Linked DNA regions of Mus musculus: region 1 is linked to region 2. Evidence: chromatin contacts called from public Hi-C data. All regions are on one chromosome and are shown on one strand. The core of a region is the stretch at or near the end of the contact, and the rest is flanking DNA. Distances in the headings are between cores, read along the strand shown.

The links. Hi-C and Micro-C count contacts between places; a contact is called where the count stands out from the background.
Region 1: a Hi-C map of erythroblasts shows a contact between it and region 2, with 2.3 times the contacts expected there. The contact joins the enhancer-like site here to the promoter of Tom1l1 in region 2. A contact is called at or near these places in 3 of 484 Hi-C or Micro-C datasets (the G1E-ER4 cell line and erythroblasts) and 3 of 9 other capture datasets (adipose tissue, liver and pancreatic islet).

The regions. Positions count from the first base shown.
Region 1 is chr11:90,726,424-90,729,211 of GRCm38.p6, forward strand. No RefSeq gene overlaps it. Among named protein-coding and RNA genes, the nearest start is that of Gm34938, 5.0 kb to the right of the region's middle. Within about 2 kb of position 1,473, at least 26 of the 459 cell types and tissues checked have an H3K27ac peak or open chromatin away from gene starts, as enhancers often do. A contact at or near this core is called in the G1E-ER4 cell line and erythroblasts, where this site is marked.
Region 2 is chr11:90,686,040-90,688,871 of GRCm38.p6, forward strand. It overlaps Tom1l1 (target of myb1-like 1 (chicken)), which reads right to left and starts at 1,562. Exons shown (of 16, transcript NM_001357543.1): 1 at 1,474-1,562. The coding sequence starts at 1,531.

The DNA of each region.
Region 1 (2,788 bases), core at 223-2,722, 40 kb after region 2:
TTTCTAGCTCATCCCAAAGATGGGCTCCTACTATTCCAGTTCTCTCTCCCCATACTTTCTCCCTCTGACATCCCCCCACTGGATCCATCCTCCCCACTCCCTGACCTAATTCCCTTCTTCTATCTGTCCCCCCCCCCATGTCTATTCTATTTCCAAAGGGGAATTACTATTTAAAATAGTTTCTTTCGAGAATTCCCTTCCTAGCTGAGTACTATGGGTTTCCTATAATTCCAGAACTCAGGAGGCAGGAGGATAATGAGCTTAAAGCCAGATAAAGCTCCATAGTAAAACTATGTCTCAATTCCTCAACTCAGACCTAGCCACAAAATTAATAATGATGACGGCAACGACGACATTCAAACGTGGAGAGACTCAGCTATAAGAAGGCAGATCTCAGAGAGTCTAAATGACAGAACCAAGGTCTCTGAAATAGGAGGCAAGCTGAAAGATTAAAACTGAGTCTCACACTAGAGCACATGTCCTGTGCGCTTGTTATCAGGCAGAGCAGGAAGCATGGTAGGACCTAGAAACAAAGGCCAGTGCAACACCAGGGGAAACTTCCTCGAGGAAATCCTGGGCGGGGATTAGGACTGAAGAGAAAGAGATGTAGTTAGAGAAACGGAGGAGGGTATATCGTAGAACACAAAGCTGAGCTATCACATGAAGCAGAGGAAAATCCGTTGTTTAAAAAATAGGGGGGGGGGGCTGAAAATTCAGTGTGACTGAAATGGAGACTACGGAGAATGACCAAGAACATGCCAAGAACATGCAAAGGCAAATAATAAGACTAAGCAGTGGCTGGCCAGAGATCTTTAGTTGCACAGTGCAGCGTGTGATTCATTCCCAACTGGCTTGCCCTGTCAGTGATGGGAGTTCAGAGACAGGAGAGTCCAAGATGAGCACGGGCTCCTTAAGTCGCTTTGGTAGAGGTGACACTGTGATGCTGGTGTCTTTTAAACCTGAGTCTCCACGAGTGATCTTTGATAACTCAGACTCGGATCTGAGTGTAGGGGAGCGCTTACAGAGTCAGCTGGTGGATCAGGAGTATTTAGTCATGCCGGAAACTCAGGGTTATCTCTTCCCTCAGTCAACAGAGTTGCCAGAGACCCTGGAAAAGCCTGAAAATGTTTATACCCATTGACAGGCTTATCAGGCAAAGCAGCTCACAAGCTGCTGCTGCAGAAGACAAGATAGCAGGCTTCTGAAGGAATGGAAGGCTGTGGCAGGCAGGGCAAAACCACGCTGTTGGCACGCACATGCTCAGGTGCATATAAGCGGGCATGTCTCCTCTTTGTTTCTTTTTTATTCTTCACTAGCCCTGCTCATTAATCTAGGCATCTTTATTAAAGAAATGTATTTTTCACATTAAAAAAAAGCATTAGAATTTAGGTGAAAGCATACTTCATTCTCACTGTACTGAAGCTGTTTCCAAGTCTAAGAAACACAGTGTCTGCTGGGTTTGTGCAGACACCAGCACTCAGAGGTTCTAAGCAAGAAAGGGTAAGTAGGCAGCCTGGCTAGGAGTCTAGGAGCCCGTGATCTGAGCTTAGTCCGTGAAGAGTGAGGGATGCACAGGGTGTTAAGTGAGCTGGGGAGGAGGTTTGTAAACTCTGTGTGCACTTGAAGGACAGAGGAGAAAGCAGTACCCAGACTTACCAGTCAGACCTGGGTTAAAATGACTTCATTTACTTAGCGGGTGTGTACTGAGAACTCATTGTGTGTTAAGTCCCATGTGACATGTGGAGTGGAATGAGAAACAGAGAGACAAACATGTCCCTTGATGTAACACTCATGTTCGTTTTTTTTTTTAACCTGTAGATGTGCTACCATCTTTTCGACAGCATTTATAGAAAAATCTTACAGAAAGGGGTCACCTTAGAGGGCTACATCCTCCGACCCACAATCCAAATTGTGTCTAGCATCTATTTTTATATGACTCAAGAAGATTTTTTTCCTTACATTTGAAAATAGTTGGGAAAATGTGGGGAAAAAAAACTTCATGATGTAAAACAATATGAAGTTTAAAATCCTAGATGTAAAGTTGGATTGGAGCAAGGCCATGCTCTTTTGCTTGCATAGCCGTAGTCTGTGGCTGCTTTCTCCCTGCAATGGCTGAGCTGAGCAGCTCCCACAGCAAGGACTGAGATGTCTAAATTATTTGCTCTTTGGCCCTTTGCAGACAGACACCTGGTCTCAAGTCCGCAGCTCTATATGACCTTCTTCTTTCGGTTCATTCCATCTCCGACCTTCCACTTGGGTTGCTCTTGTCAGACAGAGCAATATTCTCCCCGTCGCCAGTCCCGGGGATTACCGTATTACTTGACCTTTCAACAGAGTTATTCACGCTTGCCGTTTGTCTTCTAACATTTTTTCCCTTCCCTTTTGGCTTTTATAACATGACATTGACATTCTCGTTTCTTCTTATTTCTACTGCTCAGCCCTGCCCCCCCGCCCCGTCTCTATAATGTAGAAAGTATAGAAGCATCGACTGTACACATCCAGCCTGTACTTATGTCTCATAAGACATTCTAATGTTGCTATGAAACACCTTCCCTGTGTTATGACCACACTTGCTTCTGTCTACCTGAAGTTGATTTTCCCAAGCCCTTGCCTTTCCTTTCTGTCAGCTATACACACAAAGAAATGTTAAAGCATTTCAGGATGACTGTATCTTGTTTGATGTTGCTTACTAGGCCCTGGTGCACTCTGGAACTTTTTGAATCTATTGGAGATGGAGCAGGGTGTGTGTGTGTGTGTGTGTGTGTGTGTGTGTGTTCTCTGCAAACAC
Region 2 (2,832 bases), core at 312-2,811:
CCCACAGGTTGAGAAACATTACTGTACTGTCTGCCTGCTTATTGGCATCTATGACAAAGATACCCATGTACGGTGCAAACCATAGTGTGTGGCTTTAATGGGGTTCTAAATGGACAAAGCTGGGCCATCTTGCTCGTGTCGCTAGGCACACATTGTTCTTCCATCTGGATACTTCTTTCTCTCAACATGCTCATTCCTAGAGAACTCTTATTCACACTTCAAAGGCTGTGGCCGAGTTCGTTTCTCCCTTTTTTAAAGTTTTGTTTGCAAACTACGTGGTATCTTTCAGTATTATAAGGGTATCTTAACAGTGGATGCTGCAGAATATGGCCATTCTCCTTATCACCAGGTAAGTTCCCTGGGGGATGGGACTATGCCTTCCCGAAGGCATCCAGCTAGTAGTTCTAAATGTTTTCAAAACTAAGGGATAATCGGACATTGCCGAAGTGCCTTTTGCCTGCGAAGCTTCAGCGAGGATCCATTTCTGCTCGGAACTCGTTCTAAGACATACTATTCAGCAAGGAGATGGGCAGTTACAGTGCTTTTCCTAGAGGGCAGCTCTCTTGCAGTATTGTAAAGATGTGGAAACTCAGGTTTAAGTTCAAAGGTGCGGCCCATCCCCGCAGCAGTTAGTTTAACTTACTTCCAATCTAAACTTTCTGAGACTGAGTCTTAGAACTACCAGGTTCATAGGATTTCATCACCCCACCAAGTTCCCAACAGTTTGCCTGTCATTAATACACCCTGGTGCCACACCCTGTCCCCAAGGGAGGGGGCAGGGTAAAGAAGGGAGCTGAGGTGGCAAAAAGCCAATTGTATGTAGTCAGTGACTTCTGCATCCACCTCTGTAATTCAGAACACAAACACAAGGGATAAGGAAGGACCAGGCTGGCTGGATTGGAGGGTGATGCGTGGTCTAAGAGCCTCAGTGACTGCAGACGGCCCCTCTCCCAATCTCCCTCTTTAAGCAAAAGGCCGGCTCACATCGCTTGGGCTGTGCGCTGGAGAAAATTGGTTTGGAGAAACCTGCCTCTCAGGGTGAGATCACGTCAATTAGCGTCTCAGATCTCTCTTTCTGGTCTGTAAAATGGGTATAACAATAAGGTGCTGAGAGTGGACGACGCACTTTATGAAGAACCTTCCCCGGGTCAAGAAGTTTCCACTTTCTCCTCCCAGCGGTCCCAATACTCCACGCAGTGCTGTGCTGCGGGCCACCTGCTTGCTCCACTCGCCCAGCATTTTGAACTTTGCATTTTTTTCGGAGAGGTTCTGGTATGAGTGAGCCAAACTCAGAAAGGTGGAAAGTGGCCGCAGGTGGCACGCAGGTGGCGTGGGAAAGCTGCGGGGGAGGGTAGCATTTCCTCCGACTTGGTCCAACTCGCCCCCCACCCTCCAATCGAGAATGGAGTGGAACCGGCAAAGCTCCCACGGTTCCCCAAGCCAGCCGGGATGTTACTCCCTGCGCCTCCTTACCTATGAGGTGACCCACAGAGGTAGCGTAAGGATCGCGGTGACTCTTCCCAAACGCCATGGTAGCTCCAGAGAGCCCTCCCAGGAAATCCGCCTCCACCGCCCTCCGACTCCACCCGCTCCGTGCCCGAGGCTCCTCCTCTCCGCTCCAGCGCTTGGCTGCCGCGGAGAGGCGCCAGGCAGCGAGCAGGGCGGGGACCCGGGGGACTTGGCGCACCTGCCGCGTGCTCCTGGCGCTTCCCGCACCTCGTGACTCTAGGTGGGCTGGGAGCCCGGGTGGAGTGATGTGACTCCGCACCCCGGGCCTGCGAACTCAGAGTCCAGCTCCAACATCTCCACCGCAGGGCTGAAGACCGCTCCCCTCTCTTTGGAGACTAGACAGTGTGGGATTAGTTGCTAACACAGACTCGAGGGTTATTGCTAAGGTTTATTCAGACAAGGACATAGACCTCTCAAGTCACACACCTCCAGAACAATGAGACTTCGCCTATCACCACTCCGGAGGTCCCTGAACCGATTTTTGCGCCCTACCCTTTAAATCTACGGAACTGGGAGGAGGATGGGCTGTCTAGGAGAGCCAAGACCTCCCTTGAGCCCGGGCTTTGTTTTTCACCCGTTTCCAAGAGGGACCACGAGGCGCCACCACACAAGCTTTTGGCTTCTAGCTCTATCTCCTAGGAACCCTGCTTTCCAGCCTTATGGTGAAAGGAGAGAGGGGCCTTTCCTGGGGCTCTGGCAGGAAATATGTTTGGTATGTAAATCCACATTAAGAAACCAAACCTCTCTGTTTCTATTTGAACCAAGATTTCTTTTTCCTTTTCCGCGGCACGGCTAACATCAGATACCCATGCTTCTGATCTGTAGGATGCCTCCTGAGACGATGGGCTACTCTGCTGGTAGATTTTGCTTCCTGTAGCTAACTGGGACTGAGCTTCACATTAATAGTGGGTTTATTCCCCCCACCCCGAAATGGTGACTAGAAAGAGCAGGAGGACCTGGCCTGACTCATGTTTTTGGTCTTCCATATTTTAGCATAGATGTCAAAACCAATTACATTATGCTCCAAGTGGCTATCATTTGTTGTATTGATCCGGAATCTTCCTCCACCTCCCCCTGTTTGTCCTCCTCCATGAGTGAGTTAACATCGGGATCCTACAATGTAAAATACGGCATTTTTGTTATGATGGTGTTTCTTATGATGAGGTCAGTCCTACCTGAAATAGGACATGCCTATCAGGCTCACTAGCTGTTTCATGTGGTGCGATCTCTCCACTGTGGCAGTCAAGTAGTCTTTACAGCTGATGTTGAAAACCTCTTTTGGCTCTCTCAGCAGCCTGATCTCTGTCTGTCCCTAGCAAATCA